Regions from separate parts of the Mus musculus genome. Here region 2 is linked to region 1. Evidence: chromatin contacts called from public promoter capture Hi-C data. All regions are on one chromosome and are shown on one strand. Each heading gives the region's core, a stretch centred on a gene start, on an enhancer-like site or on the middle of the called end of the contact. The rest is flanking DNA. Distances are from core to core; before and after follow the strand shown.

What was found. Promoter capture Hi-C pulls out the DNA fragments that hold promoters and counts their contacts.
Region 2: a contact with region 1 is called in a promoter capture Hi-C map of second pharyngeal arch cranial neural crest. The contact joins the enhancer-like site here to the promoter of Csn3 in region 1. A contact is called at or near these places in 11 of 39 promoter capture datasets (the HPC-7 cell line, HPC-7-derived erythroid cells, cranial neural crest and 4 more) and 1 of 115 datasets of contacts at active chromatin or transcription factors (embryonic stem cells).

Annotation. Positions count from the first base shown.
Region 1 is chr5:87,923,319-87,929,779 of GRCm38.p6, forward strand. It overlaps Csn3 (casein kappa), which reads left to right and starts at 2,261. Exons shown (of 5, transcript NM_001356570.1): 1 at 2,261-2,360; 2 at 4,254-4,315; 3 at 4,952-4,981; 4 at 6,406-6,461. The coding sequence starts at 4,259. All of the region lies in intron 2 of 1700066N21Rik (RIKEN cDNA 1700066N21 gene), which reads right to left.
Region 2 is chr5:88,392,294-88,398,754 of GRCm38.p6, forward strand. No RefSeq gene overlaps it. Among named protein-coding and RNA genes, the nearest start is that of Amtn, 19 kb to the left of the region's middle. Within about 2 kb of position 2,933, at least 3 of the 459 cell types and tissues checked have an H3K27ac peak or open chromatin away from gene starts, as enhancers often do. A contact at or near this core is called in second pharyngeal arch cranial neural crest, where this site is marked.

The DNA of each region.
Region 1 (6,461 bases), core at 1,011-3,510:
GAAAGAGCTCTTTGCACTGAAACTGCTGTCAGAAACATTGTCCTCTGAGAACACAATAGTTTATTGAGATCTTTATAGCACTAATGAGGTAACCAAGAAGTCAAATTGAAAGTCAGGAAAGAAAGCTACACTTATATGAATATCAGCAAAGAAATAATAGTTATAATGGTTATCAGAGGTTTAAAAGAACAAAATATAAGCAAGGTGTTAGCAACAAGAGTAACCATACGTAAATAATTATCTTCCCACTTACTTAAATTGTTTTCACATTGCTTGAAATAGTATCGTCATAGCAACCTCCTCTCAGCCCCTCTAATTGAACAATTATATGGATATACACTCTTAGGACCCATAGGAAAGAGTGCTGGGAGCAGACTTAGACGCTTCCTGTCTCTCCTCTCATAGTATGAGGTTGCTTTGCATTCAGAAAACCAAAGGTGGTGAATCTGTTTCAGACTACTAAATATCTACAGCCTGGGTCTTATTCAGCAGCATATTATTCTCCTTAGAGATCTAAAGGTGTGAGAGTTGTAGATCCCTTTTGCTCTCCTTTGAAGAACGACAGAACATCAAGATAGCTACATGTTTGAGTTTACTTAATTCAACTCAAAACCTCAGCAATGACCGCTCAAAGCTACTCAGACTTAGACTGCCTTAGACTAGAATGTCCCATGCCAATAGCATTTGAGTAAGTGTTGGACTTGACTGTGCACTGTGTCGTGGTAGAAGTGACTGGATGTGTTTTAGTTCACTTTTTTATTCAAAATGCCTGGAACACGATGTGAATAATCCGAGTGGGTCAGAGGATACAGTGTAGCTTTGCAAGCCCCTCCCTTTGAAGTGAGTGAGTGGTTGACCCACGCCAGAAATGCTTTTCTGAAGAGAAGGGGTCCCAGAATTCACTCAGCTATTCTGGACACATATTCCCCTTCTGAAATTATATATGTATGTGTATAAATATATATATACACACACACATATATATATATATATTTTTAGATACATTTGAGTCTTTTTTGGTTATTTTTTAATCAAATAATAAAACAGCTTAAAGCATGTATTCTTAATTGATGATTGAGAAAGGACTGGAATGGAATAAAGCATCTTCAGAGTCTGATGAACCATAACCAGACCATAAATGTCCACCTTTATTCCTAGGCCCTTGAGGCAATAGGATGACCTGACAGTCTCCATACACAGGCTGCTTGTATATTGTGTGTGTCAGAGAAAGAACGAGAGAAGCAAACTTCTAAGAAATAGAAAGCCAGGGCTTATTGTGGAGAAGCTGCACAAGTATTCTCAGGATTCAGAACAATGTTCCCTGCTTTCTAAGACGTGTAATGGTTCCCAGAAACAGGCAGGAATACATAAAAATTATACAATGCTGACATTATTTCTGCTCTGCATTCTGGCTGCTCTGCAGGGATTCCAGTAAATACCTCTGATGAGGTTTTCACAAAGCAAAGTCATTGTTAGCATTACCCTGGGGTGGGGGGAGGGACAGGTAAAGCAGGATATCATTTAGGCAAAATACATGTTTGGCTTCATTTTACTAAAATTTTTACAGCATTGGCAGTTTTGCAATCCATGCGCTAAATCAGAATGATCTGACTCTAAAATAGAACAATGATTCCTAACTCAGTTACTTAATATTGGGCATCCAAAATGGGACACTTTAGGGGTTCATTAAAACAGCATGTGTTCAATGTTTGAACAATTGAGGAATACACGCTGAAGCAAAAACGCAAATGCTCAGCCTTCACAGCAAAGAAAATGTTTCATGCATGAATTTAACTTACAAAACGCACACATAATTAAGACTGCTGATTTTTATTTTTAAAATAAGTAGTTGTACATTTGGAAGAACAATGACCAACATGGACCATACTAAATATAAAGTCCCTTGAAGACATAGTTCTTCAAGTAAAAACACTTAAAATGTGAAAAATAATTGTGGCTATTGGGTTTTAATTTTATTTTAGCAATAACTTTAGTTTCAACTAGATGAAATGATAGAGGTTAAGAATGCAATTAGTACATTTGTATACATTTTCCTATATTTTTAGAAAGCACAGGACATTCATTCTTTAAGGAGTTTGGTTGTTTTCCCTGCATGCTTATGACTCACATCTGTTTCCGGCCTGCTGTGTGCTGACTAAGACTGACCTGCAGGTGACCCTGGTGACCTCAAATCTTGCCTTTCTGTCATCATCCTATTGGGTGAAAAGTAGGAGGGAAATGAGATCTGACTACCGGTACTAATACCCTGTAATTAGTCTCCGTTATTTATCTTGGGTCTTCTCTGCAGCTAAGAGGCCGGGCAAACCCTACTGCCAAGCAAGAATTGACTCCAAATAAAGGTAACTAACCATCTGCCCAGGGCAGTGATGATGTAGAGTAGCTACTTCGGAAACCATCAAGGTTATTTTGGAATCACATTTCCTTTAACTATGCTTTGTCTTAAAGTCTAGGTTTGATACTGTCAAATTATATGAGACATTGTTAACTATAATATTTATAGTAAGCCTACTACTGCTATAAAAAGAGAGGGTTAATTTTTCAGAAAGATAGAACTATAATACTCAAAATAGTCCAATAATTATCTTCAAATCTTATCTCTACCTAAAACTCATAATTCCTTTTATTATAGTGTAATTACATATCATATCATATCTTATTATATTATATTATAACATGCCTTTCAAAGCTAATTTAATTCATATTTTCAAAAATCATGTCTCCTTAGAAAGTGACAGCAACAAACACAAGCATATACCACTATGTATCTGCTATAAAGTAAAATCTTAGCTTTCTACTGAAAAGGAGTTCTTATCATTTAATGTTAATATATATAATGTTACATATGTTTATATGTGTTATATATTATGCAATGTGATATCTATAATGAAGTGTTAATGTAAAAATAAAATAAATATTAAAATATATTCTTTAATTATTGAAGAGGAGTCTGTGATTAAAACAAAGAAATATTATTTTTCAGGTAATGATTTGAAAAGGTAATTAGAAAATAATGGATTTAACAAGGAATTCTATCCTCTCAAGAAAATATTTTGCATAGGTTTTACAAACTTGATTACACATGAGGTATTAGAAATTCAGTGATTTTTTTTTAAGAGGTGGTTCTGGAGTCAGTTTAGCAAACAGCCTTTCTCATCATCAGAGACTCACATCAGGAAAGATAAATGGGCTTGATATTCTTTCCTTTTTCCTCCTGCAGGGTAGGGTCATATAGGTGTTGATTCTGTGATACTTATAAAGCTTATTTTTCCATAGCTCATGTTTACACAAGTGTATCAGAAACAATAGCTTCAGTAAAATACAGTATTCTCACCACAAATACAATATATGCTAACATATTAGAAGTTTTAAGTGTTGTGTTATTACCTAAGAACTATTAAAATTAAATGAGGAGAGGACTTTGTTAGGAAAAGACTAGCTGGTGTGTTTAACTTGCTCAAATATGTTTAAATTGCCATGTCTATACTGCATTAAAGCAGCGAAATCAGTCATATCATGTATATTACTGGAAAAGTAAACTTACATTGTGACAAACATTGCCTCCAATGAGTTCCTGTGATATATTGATTAAGGGCCACAGACATGACCCAGTTTGAGGTCCTGTAACAAATGTAAAGCCTAGAAGGAGGAAATTATTTCCCAATTGTTACACTGTCACAGGAGATTCCGGGTTCAAACCCTTGTCTTCTCACACTGCGTGATTTTCAGTTCATGGAGCCACGCCTTGGTCTGTAGCACAGAACACCAAAATCTTTACATTTTGGGTTCTAAACTTGCTAATTTTCTCTCCCTCAGACAGCACATCAGTTAGAACATCTATGATGTTCTCTAGCTTGGTGCAGATTACAAATCCCTTATCCAGAAGCCCCTGCAGTTTGCTGCCAAGCCCTGGCTGCACCCCCATATTCTCAGCATTTGGCAAAGCTCTTAATCCCAGTAGATTGGATCAAATGAATAGATGATTATGTCTTAGTGATACTTTCATAGTCAAAAATTAACTTTAAACTAATTTTTACTTCAAGTTCAGTGTTTCTTTTATTTTGAGAAAAGAGATTTACTGCACTGGCTAAATCTGCAGATAAATTCAGTTTCCCCCACCTCTCCCAAGGAAAACATTATATGCAATCACTTCTAACTTGTTAACCAAAGAATCTTAATTTAATTTTTTAATTTATTTTAGGTGTTCTTCATATAATTTTAAATTTTATTTTTAGGTGCAATGATGAGGAATTTTATCGTAGTTGTGAATATTCTGGCATTAACTCTGCCCTTTTTGGTGAGTCAATTTCATTTAAATTGTATTGGTAAGATGTTAAATACATTTTATTTAAGAATTCTAGTTATATGTATATCAAAATACAGGTTGTTCAAGGAGCACCACAGCTGGTTACTAGTTTGACTACTTATAAGAATAAATAATCTTTTTTAGATATTCATTTAGTTAGCATAATACATACTTTATCACACAGAGAAAGCCTTTCAAATTCCTATACTCTAGGAATTTATTTTTAAGTTACAAAATTCAGCCTGATCTGGCATCAGTGAGAGAAGATGCACCGAACCCTGGAGATACTTAAGGCCCCAGGGAATTAGGAGACCTGGCAGGGGTGGGGCCTTCCTCTTGGAGACAGTGGGGAGGAGGAATGGGATGAGGAACTATGGGAGGGTAGACCAGGAGGCGGGCAACAACTAGACTGTAAAAAAACATAAAAGTAATAATAAAAGAAGAAAGAAAATACTGTAAATACAATTCATAAACATTAAGTATAGGAATCCTAGTCTAAGATCAGAAATCCTTCTGATGAAATTTCTATTACGCCTGTGCTCCTGTTTCCTTAAGGAATTAAATATTTAAAGACTTTAAATAATTATTTAAATGTTTCTCATGATTTCTTTTTCCATAACTCCTTAGGCTGCAGAGATACAAAACCCAGATTCAAACGTAAGTTGATATTGTCTCTGTTAGAGACATGAACTCCAACCACAATATTCGGAAAAACTCAATTATATCAAAAGGCCTCTTGTCTTAAAGCTAAATAAATATTTAAACATTTCAACAAGTTTAAGAGACCTGTTGGCTTTTTTAGTATTCAAATCCCTATCTTTTGTGACACTTTTCATCCTGTGTGGGCTAGCCAACTCCTTACCAGGTTCCCAGGTATTCATGTCCATAGATAGTCCTATGTCCATAATTAGTTCCAGAATTATATTTTATGTTTAAAAGTTAAACATGTGAAAGACTCTGCCTCTTTTAAGCTAGTATTCATTGTCCTTCAGGCTTTTTGTATGCTTTGTTTTCATGCTCATTCTGAAATTCCAGGAACTTCCTCTCTCAGCAGCAAAATAAAACATAAATTTAAAAAAGGAGTCAATCTAGAGAGTAGTGTGTTCTCTCTTGCCATTGAAATTATAAAATTTTGGAGTGCTGAGCACTTGTTTAATTTTTAAACGTAAACAGGTGTCTATGAGACAATCCTTTAGAGTAAATTCTTAGGGTCAAAATTACCTTTAAAAATTACAATGATTTTTATATCTAGTTACTTACATTTACTTCCTGACATTATACTTTATTGTAGTCAGCTGCATGTTAAGAACTTGGGTTTTCTCTTTGAGTAATAGGAAGAAATTTTAAGTCATAAAATGAATCCCTCCCTGCTCTATGAGCCTACTTTATAACAAACTTTCCTTGTTATTTTATTAAGAATTTTAATTAGCCTAGAGTGGTGGCACACACCTTTAATTCCAGCACTTGGGAGGCGGAGGCAGGTGAATTTCTGAGTTCGAGGCCAGCCTGGTCTACAGAGTGAGTTCCAGGACAGCCAGGGTTACACAGAGAAACCCTGTCTCAAAAAATAAAAACAAACAAACAAAAAAACACAACAACAACAAAAAAAAAACAAAAAAAGAATTTTAATTAGTAAGTATCAATTATACATAATAATGTAGATCATGATGGCCTTGGTATATCCAAATGAGTTTATGCACATCATGTGTGTTTGTGTATAACAGGGTAAAGTTCTCTATTGGACTTTTCTAGGTGCTGTAATTAAATATGTAATGTCAGGTAATTACTTTTCATATATGCCACATTTCCATATGAGGAAGCACATTTTACATTATTAATGACCTAATTTCTTCAAAACAAACAAATATTAGTTCTATGTTGCTACAAGTAATGTTACACAAGATGAAAATCATAAATGAAATGTGTATATCCAAATCTGATTAAATAATGATGCAGGATTCCATACTTTCAATACTTCATTTGCTCAACACAATACACTGCATTATTTCAAAAGCTGCTGAAGTTGTTTTGTATCTTGACCAACAATCAGAACCTTTCTGTGTAACCTTCTCTTTCTGCAGTGCCGTGGTGAGAAGAATGACATAGTGTACGATGAGCAAAGAGTCCTGTACACACC
Region 2 (6,461 bases), core at 1,683-4,182, 470 kb after region 1:
TGTGAGACTATGCCAGGGTCTAGCAAACACAGAAGTGGATGCTCACAGTCAGCTATTGGATGGATCACAGGGCCTCCAATGGAGGAGCTAGAGAAAGTACCCAAAGAGCTGAAGTGGTCTGCAACCCTATAGGTGGAACAACATTATGAACTAACCAGTACCCCAGAGCTCGTGTCTCTAGCTGCATATGAAACAAAAGATGACCTAGTCGGCCATCAGTGGGAAGAGAGGCCCATTGGTAGTACAAACGTTATATACCTCAGTACAGGGAATGCCAGGGTCAAGAAGTGGGAGTAGGTGGGTAGGGGAGTAGGGGGGAGGGTATGGGGGACTTTTGGGATAGCATTGGAAATGTAAATGAGGAAAATACCTAATAAAATTTTTTTAAAATAAAAAGAATTAAGAAGTCCCAATCCTGAGACAAATAGTCCTGGCAAAGAGTTAAGTCCCAAATTGACTTAAAGCAAGCATGGACTGAAGTAATCATGATGGAAGATTGTCGAGGCTGACATGAGAGAAGTCAGGGCCCCAGCAAAGTAAAAGAGTATATGACACGTGTCACACGTAAAAACAATTAGAAACAAGGAAACAGTATCCAGGTGAGGAGCTTTGGGGTCTGAAGAACCTCATCAGCCAGGGAAGAGAAGTCACAGAAGTCCATCAAAGCGCAGGTTCATTCTTGAGGAACCACTACAGATTTGACGTGAGATCGCCCTAGCAGGGCAGGAGCCATGTCAGGGAGACGTTGTACTTAGCCATTACTCCTATATTTCCTCATCATTTTATTACCAGTTTTGCTTCTAAAATTTTTATGTTGCTCCAATTGAAATGTGTTATCCCAAATTTCATAGCTTATACTCACAAGCGGATTTTACAAGATTTGTTTTCAATTCCTTGAATGTAGTCTCAGTTGTTTAAAGAAAAACACTATTACTAGTCTATATTTCATATGGAATTTTGCCTATTATTGATAGAGTGGGTATAGGATGCTCACTGAGGTTGCTGGTCCCAATATCTGATTGCTCTCTGAAATTCAGCTCCTATTGCTCCATCTGGGACTTGGCTGATTCTGATAAAGAACGCCCGCACATGGTGCTTGATTCCACCCTATAACAGATAAGAAGTGATTCTTTCATAAAGACAGAGACTAATCAGAAATTAAGTATTAACAGTCCCCTCCTATCCTGAATAAAAAGATAAAAGTTGAAAGGGGCTGGTAAGGTGGTTCAATGTTAATCCCTGGGCTCTACACGTTAGAAGGAAAATCAGACTCCTGCAAATTCTTCTCTGATTTCCACACATGTGCCAGGGCATGTGGGAAGCCACACATGTACACTCATACAACCAACAAAATGTAATAAAAAATAATTGCATGTGAAAACCATGTAAATGCAGTGTGCACTGTATGTGCTCATATGTGCGTGCACACTAAATTCCAAAATATTCTAGCCATTCTTCTAATCATGGTTAAGTGTGGACTGTCCCCACTTACACTCATATGTGAACTCCTGGGCCCCAACTGGTGATGATGTTTTGGGAAGTTTGTGGAACCTTCTAGACATGAGACCTATGGAAAATGTCAGGCCCTGTGGGTCGGCCCTGAGAATTCTGGACCATGTCTGCTGCCAATCTAACCCTGTTTCCTAATCAACATCAGTGTGATCAGCTACAAGCTTCCATGTCAGCAGCCATGAGAGGCTGTATCTCCCCAAGCCAAGAGCAAAATAAATGTTCACCGCCAATTGCTCCTGTGGGTATTCTGCTGTGGCAATGAGAGAAATAACTATTACACTCTGCATATGAGTGAAAGTTTTCATTTAAAAACTAAAATATTACAGCACTGCTACAAAGAGTATGCACTATTACCTAACCCTCTGAGTCTCTCTTGATTCTTTTGCTTGTGTTCATGTACGTGAGGTGCCTGTTCACATGTTTGCACAAGGCATCAGAGAAGGACAACAGGTGTCCTGCCCTGTACTCTCCACATTATCCCGAGACGGAGTTTCTCCCTAGACCTGGAGCTCGGCTGCCTCTGCCTCCTGAGGGCTGGGTTAAAGGCATGTGTGCTTTGCCTGTTTCCAAAGGTTAACATCTTTTCACTAACATCTCCACAATCCATAAGAGAGCCTGCAATAGTTTCTAAGCAGCTACAGCATAATAAATGCTGAGCCATCTTAGAGTTACTAATTATCATGACTATTTCCTAAAAGAAAAGTAAATAAAAATCAGCATTTAAAAGTACAAGAAATAGAACTAGTGTCCCAAACTTTACCACTTAAATGTTACTACCATATAACATTGGATGACTACTTTCTCAAACTACTTTGGTAATTTCATTCTGAAACACCTTTGAAATACTTTATTGATTAGCCACAATTATTCACCAATTTCCTGACATAGCTTTTTTTAAAAAAAAATGGTATGAGAAATCATTACCTGTGTGGACAAATCCAAATAAGAAGTAAAGTTGGAATTTCGTGTTACTTTGGTTTTGGTTTTTGGTTTGATTTTCTTCTCCCTACTCCAAAACTGGTATTGGTGCGAGGATTTGATTTTTTTCCCTTTGTCTTTCTCTGCTGCTCCAGCATAAGTAGGGGAAACAGGCAGTGTGTTTGGTAAGAAAAGACCATGCTAGTTTTTCAGAATGACGTCCACCTGAGTGGTGTGAAAGCTCTAACCAACTCTAAGCCCTCCCTCCCCTCACAGGATAGTTAGCCCTCTCCCATGGATATCAGACAGAAACAACAGGCCTGAGCCAGTGTCTAAGGTAAAGGAACTTAGCAAACATGAAGAAGATTTTATCCCAGAGGGAACATACTTCCTCCTACCAGTGTGAAGTAAGATTTTTAGACAAACACCCTTGTCTTGATGATGAACGGACTGATGCTTGACGGTGAGTGGAATCTATGAGGCCAAATTACTTCAGCCATGCCCTCAGGGCTCCTTGTGGGAGTTTTGTGTGTTCTGTGAGCAATGTGTATGCTCAAGCAGTTAGCTATGAGACTATTTAATAATGCAGTCTCTTCTCACCCACTTCCACTGGTGGAGTGTCCACCAAGGAAATCCCATTTACTATAATGAGTACCAACACACTTTATCACTATCATCAGATCAGACTTTGTGTCAGCAGGCTTTACCTAGTTAATTACCAATCATTTTTCCAAGTCCACACCCTGTCTGCCCCACACACTCTAACTGTGCCTCATTTGCTTTTCAAAGGAATGTCTCGCCAGACCATCTGAAACTGGTTATTCAGTCTGCAGAAACATGCTCAGGGAAGCTTCGCTCACCTGCTGAACATCACCACATATCTGATCAAATCTCTTTAACCATTTATAACACTAAGCACATTTAACATGTTCTTACATTTCAATAAATTATTCTATGTGTTTAAAAATAAGCCAAAGAAGACACTGTGGACACACATGACACGCTGAGAAATGAAATGGTCTCCCTCATACTCCTCTTTTCTGTAATTCATTATTTGTGTTAACTATTCTAGCACAGTTCATGACCCCAAGATGTACAGCCATCAGGAGCCTTTATCCTGCCCTCTTTCCCCATGATCACATACAGCCAGATGTGAATTTTATGTCTACATCAACTCTCTGACAAAACTGTAAGGAATCTCGGTATTAGTTATTTGTAGACTACTTGCCACCCTCTCTAACACACATTAGGAATGCAATAGCATTGACCATTATAATTCATTACATCACAAATAGTACTGCATGTGTGCACATGCACACTGTTAATAAAAATTAATAAAAATCTTTTCTTTAAATAAAAAGAAACTAACATTAGTATCTAATCTACAAGTTTTGACTGGGTTTTACCAGTTTCCTACCACTCTCTTAACCTGATTCTGTCTGGATCCCATGTTTTATTTAAATGAGAGCCTTTCTCTTTTCCTTGTCCATTGTGTGCACATATATGTGTGCATATCCATGTGTGTATGTGTGTGTGCATGTGTATATGTATATGTGTGTATGTATGTGTGTGTATATGTGTGTGTGTATATATATGTGTATGTGTGTATGTGTGTGTGCATGTGTATATGTATATGTGTGTATGTATGTATGTGTGTATATGTGTGTATGTGTGTGCATGTGTATATGTGTGTATGTATGTGTATGTATGTGTGTGTATCTGTGTGTATGTGTGTATGTATATGTGTGTGTGTGTGTGTGTGTGTGTGTGTGTGTGTGTGTGTGTGTAAGCCAGAGATAAAGGATGTGAATCATTTTCAACCATTTTCTACCCTATCTTTTTTATTATTTAAATTTTCTCTTTGAGTACTTTCTGAAGAAGACTCCATTTGCCCTGGAATTAAGTCCAACAACCAACAAGTGGGACCTCATAACTTAAAAACGTTGTTACAGCTAAGGAAATAATCACTTGAGTACAGGGGAAATCCATATGGTGGTACAGAATCTTCTCTTATATATATTTGCTATTTTTCCTTTGGAATAAATATCTGGGGTGATAATATTAAGATATGCAAATATCTTGTTTATCCATTAAATTTTGACAACTTGGGACTCAGCCATGGATCTTGAAAATTTCTAAGATTTGTAATATTCTAAGGGTGATTTCCTATTGATCTCATCCACTCCATATTTACATGTTGAAATTATTCTATGAGAAAAAGGTGTCCCTTTTTCTACAAAACAAAAGTTTTTTTTTTATTTGTCACTACTATTATGCTTTTCACACCCTATGACCCAAATGTCCTACACCACCTTACAGGACATGAAACACAGCAGCATGGGAGAGTCCTGTTTCTTCCACTAGGCACTATCTAATGCTGAGATGGCCTTGTCTGTGTTGTCAGTTAGAGGACAACCAACTATAATCAAGGAAACTTGTATAGAAATTGCGAGTTTCCCAGATGAGTAAACCTATCCATAGCATGTGCAAAATGATAAACACAAAAAGCATCAAGTGAGAGGAGAGCTGGGAGTTAGGTAGGACTGTGAGGGAAGGTTCAGATATCCAGCACTCTAAATAACGGTCAGCCTCAATGGTCTCTCTTCATTCCGAATAGCACTTCTGTCCACTTTTGGTTTCAGTTCTAGAAAGATTTAAATGTCCAAGTAGACACATCTCTATATTATATCTCATTCATGCCCCATTCTAAACCCCTACTTTCATGTCTTTCAACAGCTAAAATACTATCTCTACCTTTCTTTAAATGAACTAGAAACAAGCAATAGTCATGTGTGGGGGATGAAGTCCAAGTAAAAATAAGATATGCAAGTGCACCTTTGCCTTTAACTCACATTGCCTATGCTCACATTGCCAGAGGGCCTTGTTAAACCCTAACTCCTGGCTGAGAGAGGAAGAGAACAGAGCTGCTGCAGTTCTCACACTCCCTAGCGAAGAGAATGCTGCTGAACCTGGATGCTGTGCTATGAACAGAAGTGCTGAGTGTTTGTGAAGGCAGCTGAACTGTATGTAGGTAATGAGTCCTGTTCTGAGTCTGGACATGCTCTTTAGGCAACAGTTGGGCTGTGCAACTCACAGCAGTGCTTCTTAGCCCTGCTACATATTAAAAAGCCCTAAGGAACTTATCAAAGTACCAATGTCCGTGGTGCCCACCCACCTTCTAAATACCTGTTTTACATAGGCAAACGCAGCCCGAAACCTTCACCAGAGGAGCTTCTTACAAAGAACAGCCTTGAAAGCAAAGACTCCTTGTTGTTCATGGTGGTGTAAGACGGTGGGAGGGCTGACTGATCAGCCCTGAACAAGGACATATACCACCCACTCTGTGGTACAGGCAATGTCACATAAAATATGAAAACAATTCAAAAGCTGAAAGGTAGGGTGAAGGACAACACACTGCACTAAGCCTGCCCATGAATATACTGTCCACGAGCAGAAGGGGGTGGGGGAGAGAGCTCTTGAAACTCTCCCCCTCGCTGTTGAAGGATGGAGAGTCAGTTTCTTCAAGACTGAGTGCACCAGTCTTCACTGGCTAATCACACAGGCAGCCCTGAGTAGATTCAGTGGATCATAAACAAAACAAAAGGACACTAGTGAGAAACAGCCTTGTAGGAAGGAGGGGGAACTGAAAGGGGGAAAGGAGGATAGGAGAGTTGCAGGGGCAGGGGAGTTCAGAGTAATGAGAATGAATTGTTCCCTTGTATGAAACTGTCAAAGAACAAACTTGGTTAATAAAATCCGATGGTCCCTCCGGCTGCCGCCTGGCACAGATGGAAGCACCATTACAATGAGCGAGTATGTGGCGGAGAGATGAGAGAGAATGAGAAGCAGAAAGGTCTGTGCATTATGAAGAGAGGAACTGGAGACAGGAGGGACTAGAAACAGCCTGGTGTGCGTACCCTGCACTGCCACCAGAGGATGTGGTGATGTCCCCATGCTGCCACAGAGGGCCCTGGCAGATTTGTGTTGATGCATGGGTCCTGGAGAGCTGGCCTCACCCCTTGCCTGCTGGC